Linked DNA regions of Mus musculus: regions 2 and 3 are each linked to region 1. A link is a contact called in public HiChIP or PLAC-seq and Micro-C data. All regions are on one chromosome and are shown on one strand. The core of a region is the stretch at or near the end of the contact, and the rest is flanking DNA. Distances in the headings are between cores, read along the strand shown. Region 1 holds the start of Myo10 (myosin X). Region 2 overlaps Gm48957 (predicted gene, 48957). Region 3 holds the start of Basp1 (brain abundant, membrane attached signal protein 1).

Region 1 (4,232 bases), core at 322-2,821:
ATGCCTTTCAGGGTGACAGAGACAAACACTTTGGTAAAAGTCAATTCGAACATTATACAATACATCACTGTGGCCATTATAAGTAGCTGTCTGAGAGTACAGTAAGTGAACGTCAGACCTTGAAACACTATAGCCAATTAACTCTGACAAAGCAAGCTAGCCAAAGCACAGGCAAATTCTCACCACTCTGATTTGCTGGAAGATTCCAAGACTGTCCTGGATTCACAAAAACCTCACCCTGACTTTTCAGCAAAAAATCTCATCAGCCTCTCTCAAAGTCAGCTAAGTTTACTCTGAGCCACTTCAAACCTCAAAACTTAAACAGAATTTATTAAATAAACACAACCAAGAAAGGAATCGGGGCCAAGAAACCAGAGCGGCTCTCCATCCCTGGGGGAAAAGGGAACTTTCAAGTCCCGTCTCAAGTAACTGTGGTGTCCCGCCCTCAAAGACCCTAAAGCGGGCATCGGTTTCATCTTCTAAAATAACCATTGTTTGCCCTAAACAAATTTTATTTAAACTCGAATTCAAGATCTGCCAAAAAAAATGGCATTAAAAACAAGATCATTCGGTCTCGTACTCTGGAATTATCTGCAAACCCGACCTGAGCAGTACTAGTAAAGTAAGGACCCCAGACTTGAAAGCCCAATGAGGCAGGGCAAGCAGTGACCGAGGACCCAGCCGGCCGGCTCACACTTCGTTAGCCGGCTCCTCTGGAAGCCACAGGAAGCCCGCACGTTCAGCAAAGGAAGTCCCAGACCTTTCTTGGAGCAAGGCACCTCCCGGCTGCGCCTTTTACCGCGTTTCCTGCACCCGAGCCGTCCGGTCCGCAGCTCTCCCCCACCCGGCGCCCGGGGACTCACCTGGCGCGGAGTGTCAGCTAGCCACCCACGCCCGGGGACATGCGAGCGCAGGACAAACTCAAACCTGCCTAGGCTTACTCATCCGAGACTCGGGGCCGGCGGAGGGAGTGGGGTTTCAGGAGATTCCCACAAAGTTTCCCCTCCTGGGGACGCGCAGGCGCTGGGGCGCGCTCGGTGTGCCGGTCCGGGTCCCGGTCTCAGCCAGGTCCTCCCCGCCACTCACTCACCTCGGGAAAGAAGCTGTCCATTGTTCCGGCGCCCGCACCTTCCCGGCACGGCTCCAGTCGCGGAAGTCAGCGCAGCGGCAGGTCCCGGGAAGCCACGCGTGTCACGGTGCGCCTCGGGGCGACTCCAGCCCGCGGAGCCGCCGCTCTGCCATCCCCCGGTCGCTGCTGCTCCTCCGCACCTTTTGTCCGCGTCTCGGACCTCCTCTGTCCCAACCACAGCCTTTGTCTCTCCTTCCTCCAAGTTCCTCACTTCTGGGCGAAGTGCTCCCGGGAGGAGAACAGCTGGTGGCACATTCTTCCCGAGCTGGGGGAGGGCCGGCAAGGGGCTGGCGACGCGCCTGCCTCCCTTGGAGCTCCGCCGGGGGCGCTCGGTCCCAGCGGGGGTGGGGTGGACGACTTCGGATCACCAGCAAACCAACAACGGTGAGCTCTCCCGCCCCAGGCGCGGCCGGCTCTCACCAGCTCTCCGGTCTCGCTTACCCTTGTGCTCGGTCCGCCCCGCCCTCAATCCCAGCCCCCAATATATAACCACGCCTCCACGAGTAAAGCCACGCCTCCTACGGACCTGGCCCCGCCCCCAGAAACTCCTCCAACCTGCGGAGACTGAGCGTCTGCTCTCAAATATACCCAAACCCCGCCTACTCGACTCCTGGTCACGCCCATTATAGCCCCGCCCACAGCCTGCTCGGGCTTCCTACATGCCGCGCCCTCTCCCAGCTACCACCCAAACCACGCCCACCGGATGCGCGGCCCCGCCCCTCGGAGCCCTGCCCTGTGCTTTCCCTGAGAGCGGCGGGTGCGCGGAGTCCCAGCTACCGCCTAGATCCACTCTGAATCCATAGAGCAGTGTGCTTCTCCTGGGTCTTCTTGCCACCGGCCTAGGCGCTATTAGATGACTTGACTCTTCCCTCTGATCGTAGATACTAGAAAGTTACCCGGGACTGAAGAGGAGGGGCCCCACGGCGGTGAATGTTAGACACCCCAAGAACCTGCTCCACGTGGATCTCATCATTGCGACTCTATCGTGCGATCCCAGGACAGGAAGCGGAAAACAGGAATCTGAACTTTTGAAAGCTGCTTTTCCTTGTTGAGTTTCTCTGCTCCAAGTGGGTTTTTTGATAGCCACAGGGAAATGTTTTGTATACTGGAAGGGGACGTGTCCTATAGCACTTGTAACTGTAACCTCTTTTTCTGGACGTAAAGGAAGTAGAGCAGATGCGAGAGAGATGGGTAATTGCTCTCGGTTCACCAGGAGTCAGTCCTGATTCTCACCGAGACAACTCCAGCTTTATTGTGGCCAGGAATCTGGGGATCCTGTAACACGGACTGGGATTCCTAAGTCTGCTTTCCTAACAGGAGTCCAGAGGGCCCTCCAAAGCTGGTGCTTGGCCCACTGCAGAAAGAACTCCCAACAGCTCAGAAGGAGTTTCCTTCTGTAGCAGTTTAGCAAGATCAGGTCACCCAAGTACTGGATCTATGAACCCTTTGAACCAACCGGCTGGGTGTTGTCAGACTCACTCCGGAACCACACAGCTGGTCCAGCAGCAGGTTGTTAACTGGCAAGCTGGGAACAACAATGAACTGACTTGAGAAGTTCTACTTAAAGGATTTGTTAACTGCCAGCCGCTTGAGAAAGATACTTTCCAGGGCAGTCTTTCTGGAAACAGACACAGCCTTCACTATCCCAAGCTGCACCCTGCCTGGTTAGGTACCCGCTTCTTAGGTTTTTTTTTTTTTTTTTTTTTTTTTCCAGATGTTGGAAGATCAATCACATATTTGGCTTTTTCTTGATGTCCTATCCACCTGCAGTTGGGAGAGTCGAAGCTTGTGCTCAGACTGAATGAAATGGCTGAACATGTGAACCATCTTGTCATCTTTATTTGGGAATTTAAGCATTATTGAACTCCAAAGCATTACATTAGTGTTGGTGACCTTACTCCCATCTCCCCACTTTGAGGGAAGATTCAAGGTATAAACCAGTTAATGATACATGTGCTATGCCACGTGGCTGGTTTTTTCCACGGGTTTACACGAGGCTGAAGGAAGGTTAAGATGGAGCCAGAACAGATATCAAAAATGCTCAACACAACCAAAGTGCTTAGTCAAATGAGCTTTGCCACCAGCTGTGTTCAGGTAGGGCAGCTGAACAATTATGCCATTATCCCATTAATCTACACACATCTCTGCAAGAAAAATGATTTAAAGAGCTGGTTAGAGTATGTGGGTGTGAATTGGTTCCCAGCATCGGTCCTGTTCCAGACTCGTTGGGCAACCTTGGCCCCTGGCCTCTCAGAAGTCAACATCCGAGCCAATCCTAGCTCATCAGCTAAAACAGATGTGCTACGTTAACACAACACTTGGTAATAGAGAAGCCTGGAACTACCTAACTGTGTGGCCACTCTGGGCTTTCCCTTCTTTTTCTGCAGATTTAAAACTTTAAAAAAGAAACAAAACAAAACCTAAAGTCTGTTCATTTTTCCTTAGAGACAGGATCTGGAGTATCCCAGGATATTCTAGAATTCTCTGTGTAGCTTAAGGTGACTCTGAGCTTCTGATGTTCCCTGCCTCTAGGGCACTTTGGCATCCCCGAGAATAGAACCCAGAGCTTTGTGTATTCTAGGCAAGCACTTTACCAACTGAGCTAGCCCCAGCTGGTTGTTGAGCCTAAGTAGCTCAGGTCTGTCTCATACCTGAGGTCCTTCTGTCTCAGCTTTCTGAGCACTGGCATAGGCCTGAGCCCACACAGTAGGTTTGGGTTTTTTTGTTTTTAAAGTGCTGTTGTGTTTGTTTTTATAATTTAAAGGAATGATAAATAAATACACGTTAAAACAACATAGTTTATGAAAAACAACTATATGGTCCAAAATGCAAATTATAGTTAATAAAATGATATTGCTTGTGTATTTTTTTTGCTTAATAGAAAATATTGAGTTATTGTAGTTACTTCTGCATTTATTCTGATTCAACATGTTTTTGGTTGAACAATAATAATGTTCAAGAATATACTAATATTCTTTCATATAATTATGAATGTTCTTTATATGACATCAAAACAATAGAGGAGCATTCAAAGGGTTCATTTATGATAAGAAATCTGTAGCCATATGCATGCATAGATTTTAGTTGTTTTTTGGGGGGAGGC
Region 2 (3,764 bases), core at 758-3,257, 150 kb after region 1:
TAATGTCCTGGGATTAAGTGGAATGACTATATGGGACAGAGGGCGTTGGCTGGGATTGGGAATTGGCAGATAGCGTGTGAGCAGGAAGAGGTAAGAAACAGCCCATCACTTACACAGGAATATCCGAAGCACAGGTCAGGCTTTGTAAGTAGAGTCGAGGCTCCCCCATGCCTTCATGTAACTGCTGACAGTCGCCAGCAGCGGGGATTTCTAGAGCCAATCTCCCAGAGGTCTTTGCAGCGGTGCACAGCGAAGGGAGTCAGTGCTGGTGTTTGGTTTCTTCCCCTACATCACTGTGTCAGAGCTTCGTCAGTTCTTGGGTTGTATCTTTGGAGCTTAAATCACCAGTATTTTATCTGGCACCTGGCCCACGATGGCTCCTCCACTCCTCCCTGGCCAGCAGGAGAAAAGGAAGTAAAGTTTACCTATGGGTTACGCAGCCGTGCCGGACCCGGCAGGGGCACTTGCCAAGGGCCTGGCATTTTCTATAGACTGGTCTTAAATCATGTGATTTTGTCCTAAGCTTGGGTAGGATAAAAATCACACAGGAGAGCACAGACGCAGTGTGAGGTAACCTGCCAGAAGCCACTTAGCTCAGGAGAGACCCCTGCAGCCTGCGGTCCTGCTCTGAAACTGTCTCTCACAGGGCTCGCCTCTTTCCCATCTCTTGGGCCTGCCGTTTTAATCTGCAGAAGGCTGAGGACTTAAAATTTGGTTCCTGTGCAGTTTGTGTCTAGGACCCAGCCCATCTCAGTGAGTTTCTTTTTAACTGCTTTCCCTTATAAGAAATTTCTGGTTTTTTGTGTGTGTCGGGAAGCCCCGTTTGTTTGTAAAGATAACCTCCAAGAATTCCCTCAGTCCTGGTGGGTCTCCTTCAGGGAGACATTCCACTTCACTTCGCCTGGCCAGCACTAGCTCTTGCTAGTTTCTTCCCTCTGACCTGGGGAGGTTTCTAACCGACCATTTCATCCTTTTATTTAGTTATTGCTTTGGAAGAGTGATGTTACATACACCTGATTTGGGGGTAACAGTTTTCAAAGGTTTAGCATAAGACACTACCGCCCCCCCCCCAACTTCATTTGTTTTAAGAACAGGGTATAATTTAATTTTCTCCAGCTATGCTTATTTCTTCATTGACTTTTGTGAATTGGGCAATTTTATGTTTGCTTCTCCTTTGCCATCGTAGCCCCAGAGTTGAATATTTGTATTTGGTCTAGAAACACTCAGTTTGCATCTCCTTCTTACTTAGCTGTACTTCCCTATAACCTGTGGTGAGACCAGAATGACAGAGTAACCGCAGAGGGGCCTGAAGTCTTCTGGTGAAAAACAAAGGAATTCACACCTGGCTTGCATTTCCTGAGGGTCTCATAGGAGTTAAGGTTTTGTTTTTTTTTTTCTCTAGATCCCCAGCAGACTTCTAAACACACACACACACACACACACACACACACACACACACACACACACACACACATTTTTGGAGTGCAATTAATAAACAAGAGCTTTGATTTTTTTTTTTTTTCAATTCTTGCTTTGAGAGAAAGAGAGAAAACAGGCATTGTGTCCAATTTGCTCTGTATCAACAAGCAGGGCCAACATGCAATTTCTTCTCAGATTTACATCTTGAATACTATTTAGTTTTTTTTTTTTTAAAAAAAAAGAATCTTTTTTTTTTCTCCACTCCTGGTCTCGTCTAATTCTGTAGCTCCTTGGCCTCAGAGCCTGTGAATTTCTCGTGAACGCCTTGTCTTCATAGCAGTATGCAGGATTCTCAGCTTGCCCCTTTTTCCTAAAATTAGAACCGTGTGACGTTACAATAATTTAGACCACACTTAAATGTTAAGGCTGAGAAAGTCCAGTTTCTCTCTGTCTCCTAACATTCCGTTCCATTTGTTTTTCTAAGTGACCTGAAGAGGATGCGGTTGGTCTAGCTTTAGTTTCCAAGCTGGGGTTGGTAGACTTCCAGCCGCAGTATTGGACAGTTTTTTGCTTAGAGGTTACAAAGTAGAAGCAGTTTCCTAAGACCAGGCAAAGTTCTGTTTGAAAGTAAGATTTTGTAGTCACAATGGGGTGAGCCTCAGTGGCTGGGGTTCTAATCAAATGAATTTTAGTCCCCAGGTCCATGAATCATTTACACGTGTGAGGCTCCACTCCTTAATTCTTAGTTTAGGGAATGTGGTCTCTGAGTTAGTTTTCTAGATTTGCTATAGCTGAATATGACATATTGGTGATGGTGGTGGTGGTGGTGGTGGAGGGGCTTAAAATGAAAATTTATCTTATAGTTGTGAATGCCGCAAACCAAGATCAAATGTGTCCGTAAGATTGGTCTCCTCTGAACCTGCCCTCTCTACTTTAGATTCCTGTCTCCTTTGTACCCTTACATGGGCTCTCACCTCTTTCTTAGCATTCTCTTGTGGTGAGAGCACCAGTTATAGCAGATTAATGTCCTGCCCGAGGCTGTATTGGATTATATTCCTTCTTTAAAAGCCCTGATCTCCAAATATAGTTAATCAGGGATTCTGGGGGGTTAAAATTTTTTTAACATCTCAATTGTAGAGACATCCAATTTAGTCCATAACAGCATACAATCACACGTGGGTACGTGTCTCTCTTTCAGTGCTTGCGAGTGTGTGTGTATGTGTGTATTAACCCCTAGCTTTGTGTGTGTGTGTGTATATATGTGTGTATATGTGTGTATGTGTGTATTAACCCCTAGTTGTGTGTGTGTATTAACCCCTAGTTGTGTATGTATGTGTGTATGTATGTGTGTGTATGTGTATGTATTAAGCCCTAGTTGTGTGTGTGTATCAACCTCTAGTTGTATATGTATGTATGTATTAACCCCTAGTTGTGTGTGTATTAACCCCTAGTTGTATATGTGTATATGAATTAACCCCTAGTTGTGTGTGTGTGTATTAACCCCTAGTTGTATATATGTGTGTATGTGTGTATTAACCTCTAGTTGTGTGTGTGTTTGTATGTGTGTGTATGTGTGTGTATTAACCCTAGTTGTGTATGTGTGTATGTATTAACCCCCAGTTGTGTGTGTGTGTGTATTAACCCCTAGTTGGTACTTGGGCCTAAACTTCAGATCATCTGGAAGTGCTAGCTTTCAGCACTATAATAGAATACTTGAGATAATCATTCTATGAAGAGAGAAGATTTGTTTTCTCTTAGTGTTTTGGAGGCTCCCGTCTATGACTTGTTGTTTGGTCCATTGATGAAGTAGCATATAATCCCATATAATTATGGGAATGCTGTTGGCACATCCTGAGCCAGGAAGCAAAGATGTAGAAAGGAACCAAAGTTCACAGTCCCCCTTATAGTTGAACTCCCAGGGACTTAAGAAACCCTTAGAGAGGAATTTTAAACTCCTTTAAATGGGCTGTTGGGGGCACTCAATATCCAAACTACAGCACTGACTCAATTCAGTGTGGATTGTTAATAACAATCCCTCTGCAGCAGATGGGGGCAAATAGAGAGATCCACAGTCAGACATTACACAGAGATACTAGAACTTGGAACACTCAGCCCTAAGTGGGATGTCACCATCAAATCTTTCTCGTCAGGGAAAAGAGTTCAGGGGTCCCCATGGGGAGAAGTGTAAGAGCCACAGGGAATGGAGGACACCAAGAAAACAAGGCTCTCTAAATCAATATGATGGATGCTTGTATGACCTTCCAGAGACTGATGCAGCATGCACAGGGTCTACATGGGCCTGCACCAGGCCCTCTACATTTATAGAGTGACTTCCAGTGTAGTGT
Region 3 (4,142 bases), core at 820-3,319, 210 kb after region 1:
GTAAATACCATACATTATACACATTCATCTAGTTAACAGAATATACCAGTGCTTTAGGGAGCTTAAAACTAACTCACCAGCTTTCAACCAGTTTTTTTCCCCCCAGAGGATATTTGGTCATACCTGGAAACATTTTTGGTTGCTATAATTGGTGCTGTTGTCGGAACCATAGCACACCAAATAGCTTTATAGGTGGTATACTGACATAAGAGAAAGAAATCCTCAAATCATAGCTAAATTGTGATTTGATTTCCTGTTCTTGAACTGTTTGATTGTTTAATTAGTTTAAGCAGTGGGAAGATGGGAGGGTGAGAGAAGGTTGAAAGAAATATTAGCCAACCAACCAATTAGTATATCTATTTATCTAGAGAGAAAGAGAGAGGGAGAATAGAGGGGTAGGGATGGGGAGAAGAGGGAGAAAGAAGAGGAAGAGGAAGAGGGAGATAGAGAGGAAGAGGAAGAGAAGAAAAAAACAAGAAGAAGAGGAGACGGAGGAGGAGGAGAAAGAAAGAAGAAAAGGAGGGGGAGGAAGTGGCAGCCACCACAAATATTTTCACCCCCCCCCCCAATCACTTTTTGGTTTAAGATGTGGCACTTCCTTTGCCAATCTTATTAAAGTTCTGTTATTTATTTTTCTATTAAAAAAGTGACCCCCCCCAATCTGCGATTTTGACAGCACTTACCTTTGGCATTCGTCTCCCTAAATGTAGTTGTGTTTCGTTATTCCGGACGTGGAGGGCAAGCTCATCCCAAATCTGTGCTTCACTCATGAGGGGAGATCCAACCAAGAAGGCAACATACATTTCCATTCCCCCCCCCCTCCGCTATTCTTTCAGGACGAAGCAGAACAAGCAAGCCACCCTGATAAAGCCAGAGGGCGCCAAAGTGCCGCGAACGGAACTTCCAGGGCTCAATGGGTTTGCGGGATGGTAAAATTGGCTTTTGTCTGAAGAAAGAGCTGTGGTTCTAGAAGATGTCACCATGTGTTAGTTTCCAAATTTAAATTTTTATTTTGCATTTTATTTTTGCCAACAGGTAAGCATAGCGAGCATATCTCCTAACCGTGGTGGCTATTGTGTGTCGCGGTGCTACCCAAAGTGCTCGTCGACCAGGACACGAGGACTTGGCGCGGATGGCCACAGCCTGGCTGGGCGCGCTTCTGAGTAGCATCTTAAGCAGCCGAGAGCTGGTGACTTCCATGAAAGCACAGGCACAAAAAGTCGAAGCCCCTTTTCCTAGGGTGCATTTCTTCCTTTCTTTCTCTCCGAAGTCGGGAGAACGTACCCTGAGGCGGTGCCGCCCACCCTTCCAACCCAGACCTGAGCTCTGGGCGGTGGCGCCTTGCAAAGCTGGAGCCTCCTGGTCGGGCCCCGAGGGCGAGCATATGCCGGAGGCGTCCCAGATGCTTGCCTTGGGGGACACCCTAAAACCAGCGGATATCTGTCTTGATGGTTTCAAGGGAGGCATCGCATCTTCCCCAGGCTCACTGCCTACGTGATAGCAGAATCTAAGCCCGTCGTCTGGAGCGGGGCTGGATTGGGGTGCAGAGAAAGCTGGTTGCGGCGGGGGCGTAGTTCATCAGCCCCTTAAGTCTGAGCGAGAGCCTGAGCTACTTATTCAATGCTTTCAAATAAAATGTGTGCGAGACAGAGAGAGGAGAGAAATCCACAGACAGTCCCGCCGGGGGTGGGGGTGGGGGTGGGGTGGGGGGGGAATGGAGGGGCGTGTAAGGAGGGAATAGGAGGAGGGGGGCTGACAGAGACTGTTGGGGAGGCGGGTAAGGGATCTGGATGTGGAGAGCAGTGGGTGGGGGTGACTGTGCGGGTGTGGTGACGGGGGGGGGGCGCTGGATCACGGGGCGTCTCGGGGCGCAGTGGCTGCTGGTGGAGAGAAGTTGGGGGACCCCCTCCTGGGTGGCGGGGCGCGAAAGGAGCGGGAGGGGTGCGGGCCGCGGGCTGGGAGAGGAGGGGCGGGCGCGAGGCGGGCGGGGTCGGCGAGCGGAGGAGCTGGGCGGGCGGACGCGCGGGGGGGAGGGCGCTGGGCAGGAAGGGGAGGGGGAGCGATCGAGAAATGCAGAGGCTGCAGCGGCGGCGGCAGTAGCGGCAGCGGCGACGGCGGTGGCGGCAGCGCTCCAACTCGCTCCACGCTCCGGGCTCCGCCGTCGAGCCGGGAGAGAGAGAGCCTTTGCTGAGCGACCAGCCACCCGGCCGGACGACACCAGCCACCCGGGCCCCTTGGAGGCACCGCGCTCACCCAGGGCCGCCACAGGCACCCAAAGCCGGTAAGGAGGCGCGCCGTGGGTCCCTAAGGCCACCGCGGACTCCGGGCCACCGGTTCCCCAGGGCCCCGCCCCACCCCGAAGCCTAGGGTTCTCCAACGGTGCAGCCGGGGTGCGGCCGGGTGTAGACACAGTGGGCATGGGATTCCTCTATGTGGGTTCTGTCGCATTTGGAAATCCAAGGTGATGCTCTCCCCCAGGTGGACAGCTTCGGCCTTTCGTAGGGTGGGGGACTTGGAGGGGGTGGCGGCGAGGCGGACGAACCGAGTTCGGGAGGGAGGGGGTGGAGGGTGGGGAGCCGCTGGTGACAGCACCGAGACCACTGGCCACGGTTCTGTGGGCTGAACCCAGCCTTCTGTCAGCGGAACCCGCACAGCCACGGAGAAGGCGCTCGGTGTGAGGGGCGCAGTAACAGAAGATGGAGGATGGGGGTGGGGTGGGGTGGGGAGGGAGAAAGAAGACGCGGAATCTGGTCAGATCGGAAGGGGCGGGGGTGGCTTGGCCCTCGGGACTCCTGGATCTTGGTTTAGGGTAACCGAGGAACACGAGGTTCGGAAGGCGGTGTGCACGTCCGGGGCAGATTAAAGCCCCCAGCCTGGTCTGCGGCTGAGCTGTCTTCCCACTAACCTGTGGACGTCGCCAGCATTTTATTTTATTTTTTGAGCCTTGCGCTCAGAGAGCGGGCCGCGCGCCTCCACCGCCGCCCCAGCCTGGGGGAAGGAGGGGTGGCGTGTGGGCTTGAACCTGACAGCCCGCGGCCCGAGCGGGCTCAACCCTTCTGCAAGCCAAGATTTCTGTAGATTTTTTCCCCCGTAGCTCAAACGCTACAACCCAACGTCTGGTTCCCGCTTCCCCACACCATTAAAAGAAAAAAAAAAAAAAAAACCAGAATCCCTGGATCGGATGGCACACAATGCGTGGCTGGGGACCGCATTCTTTTCATGAATATTCATCGAACGCTTGGCCCTGTTCCTAATCTGCTTCCCCCCGAGACGTTTCCGCCTTGGAGCGAACTCGGTGGACGGCCTCTGCCCCAGTGATTTTCACGCTGTTCAAAGGAGCACAGCGCACATGGGTGCGATTTCAGGATTTTGCACGGGAGCTGACACACCTCTGTCTTGGCCGAGACCACTGGCCACTTACGTGGCGGGCTAGAATAAAACACGAGTATCAAGGGGACTGCTGCTGGGGTGTGGATTAACCCCTACCCCTGGGAATATACCAAGGGCTCACAGACCTCCGGTACTGCAGGCAAAATGAATGAATCGGGACTGTAATTACCTATTCCTTTGTCTTGGCCTCGCGCATGCGCCGGAGAGCAGGGTGTGGAGGGCCAGGCAGCCCCATCTGATCTCCCCATCATCCATCCACCCACTCCCCTCCGGAGCCCAGGAACAAAGGCGTTTGCCCTAAATGTTTCACAAAACCTTTGGACACAAATGCCACCCCCCCCCCCCCTCCGCGCGGCTCGGTCGCGGTCTTGTTTCCCCTCCCACCTCAAGGTTTCACATCTTACCCATTTTTTTTTTCTTTTTTTACAGATTTCAATCATAAAAAAAAAAAAAAATAAGGGAGGGGGAATTGTGGATTTAATACATTTATTTTTAAACACACAGTGCTATTTTCCTTTCTAGAACTGTCCATTGTTCTTTCTGTTCAAATGTAACGCACTGCAGGGATGGTGGTTTTCTTAGTTTGCACCAATTAGCTGTTTGCCTGACAGATCTTTATTGCGGGGCATTTGACCAAATAACATTAGTCTCAGACCAGCGATGGTGTTGCCCCTGGTGATACCACCTGGGACAGATTAAGACATCTTGGCATTTGAACGAACAAGATGGCCTACGGAAGCCAGCATGAGAAA

Evidence for each region. Hi-C and Micro-C count contacts between places; a contact is called where the count stands out from the background. HiChIP or PLAC-seq counts read pairs in DNA pulled down with a chosen protein or histone mark.
Region 2: an H3K4me3 HiChIP or PLAC-seq map of bone marrow-derived macrophages shows a contact between it and region 1, with 5 times the contacts expected there. The contact joins the enhancer-like site here to the promoter of Myo10 in region 1. A contact is called at or near these places in 13 of 39 promoter capture datasets (the 3T3-L1 cell line, 3T3-L1-derived adipocytes, the HPC-7 cell line and 8 more), 1 of 15 datasets of contacts at CTCF or cohesin (the NIH/3T3 cell line), 4 of 484 Hi-C or Micro-C datasets (bone marrow-derived DN3 thymocytes, embryonic fibroblasts, liver and 1 more), 20 of 115 datasets of contacts at active chromatin or transcription factors (the 230-238 cell line, bone marrow-derived macrophages, cardiomyocytes and 13 more) and 1 of 9 other capture datasets (liver).
Region 3: a contact with region 1 is called in a Micro-C map of embryonic stem cells, with 2.9 times the contacts expected there. The contact joins the promoter of Basp1 here to the promoter of Myo10 in region 1. A contact is called at or near these places in 8 of 39 promoter capture datasets (HPC-7-derived erythroid cells, cranial neural crest, epiblast stem cells and 5 more), 10 of 484 Hi-C or Micro-C datasets (CD4 T cells, adipose-derived mesenchymal stem cells, embryonic stem cells and 3 more), 14 of 115 datasets of contacts at active chromatin or transcription factors (the 230-238 cell line, bone marrow-derived macrophages, embryonic stem cells and 6 more) and 3 of 9 other capture datasets (adipose tissue, liver and pancreatic islet).

Annotation. Positions count from the first base shown.
Region 1 is chr15:25,619,889-25,624,120 of GRCm38.p6, reverse strand. It overlaps Myo10 (myosin X), which reads right to left and starts at 1,571. Exons shown (of 41, transcript NM_019472.2): 1 at 1,091-1,571. The coding sequence starts at 1,111.
Region 2 is chr15:25,466,179-25,469,942 of GRCm38.p6, reverse strand. It overlaps Gm48957 (predicted gene, 48957), which reads right to left. Exons shown (of 4, transcript NR_168943.1): 3 at 114-392. Among named protein-coding and RNA genes, the nearest start is that of Gm48957, 54 kb to the right of the region's middle. Within about 2 kb of position 2,007, at least 11 of the 459 cell types and tissues checked have an H3K27ac peak or open chromatin away from gene starts, as enhancers often do.
Region 3 is chr15:25,411,691-25,415,832 of GRCm38.p6, reverse strand. Basp1 (brain abundant, membrane attached signal protein 1) reads left to right here and starts at 2,069. Exons shown (of 2, transcript NM_027395.2): 1 at 2,069-2,281. Gm48957 (predicted gene, 48957) reads right to left here and starts at 1,643. Exons shown (of 4, transcript NR_168943.1): 1 at 684-1,643.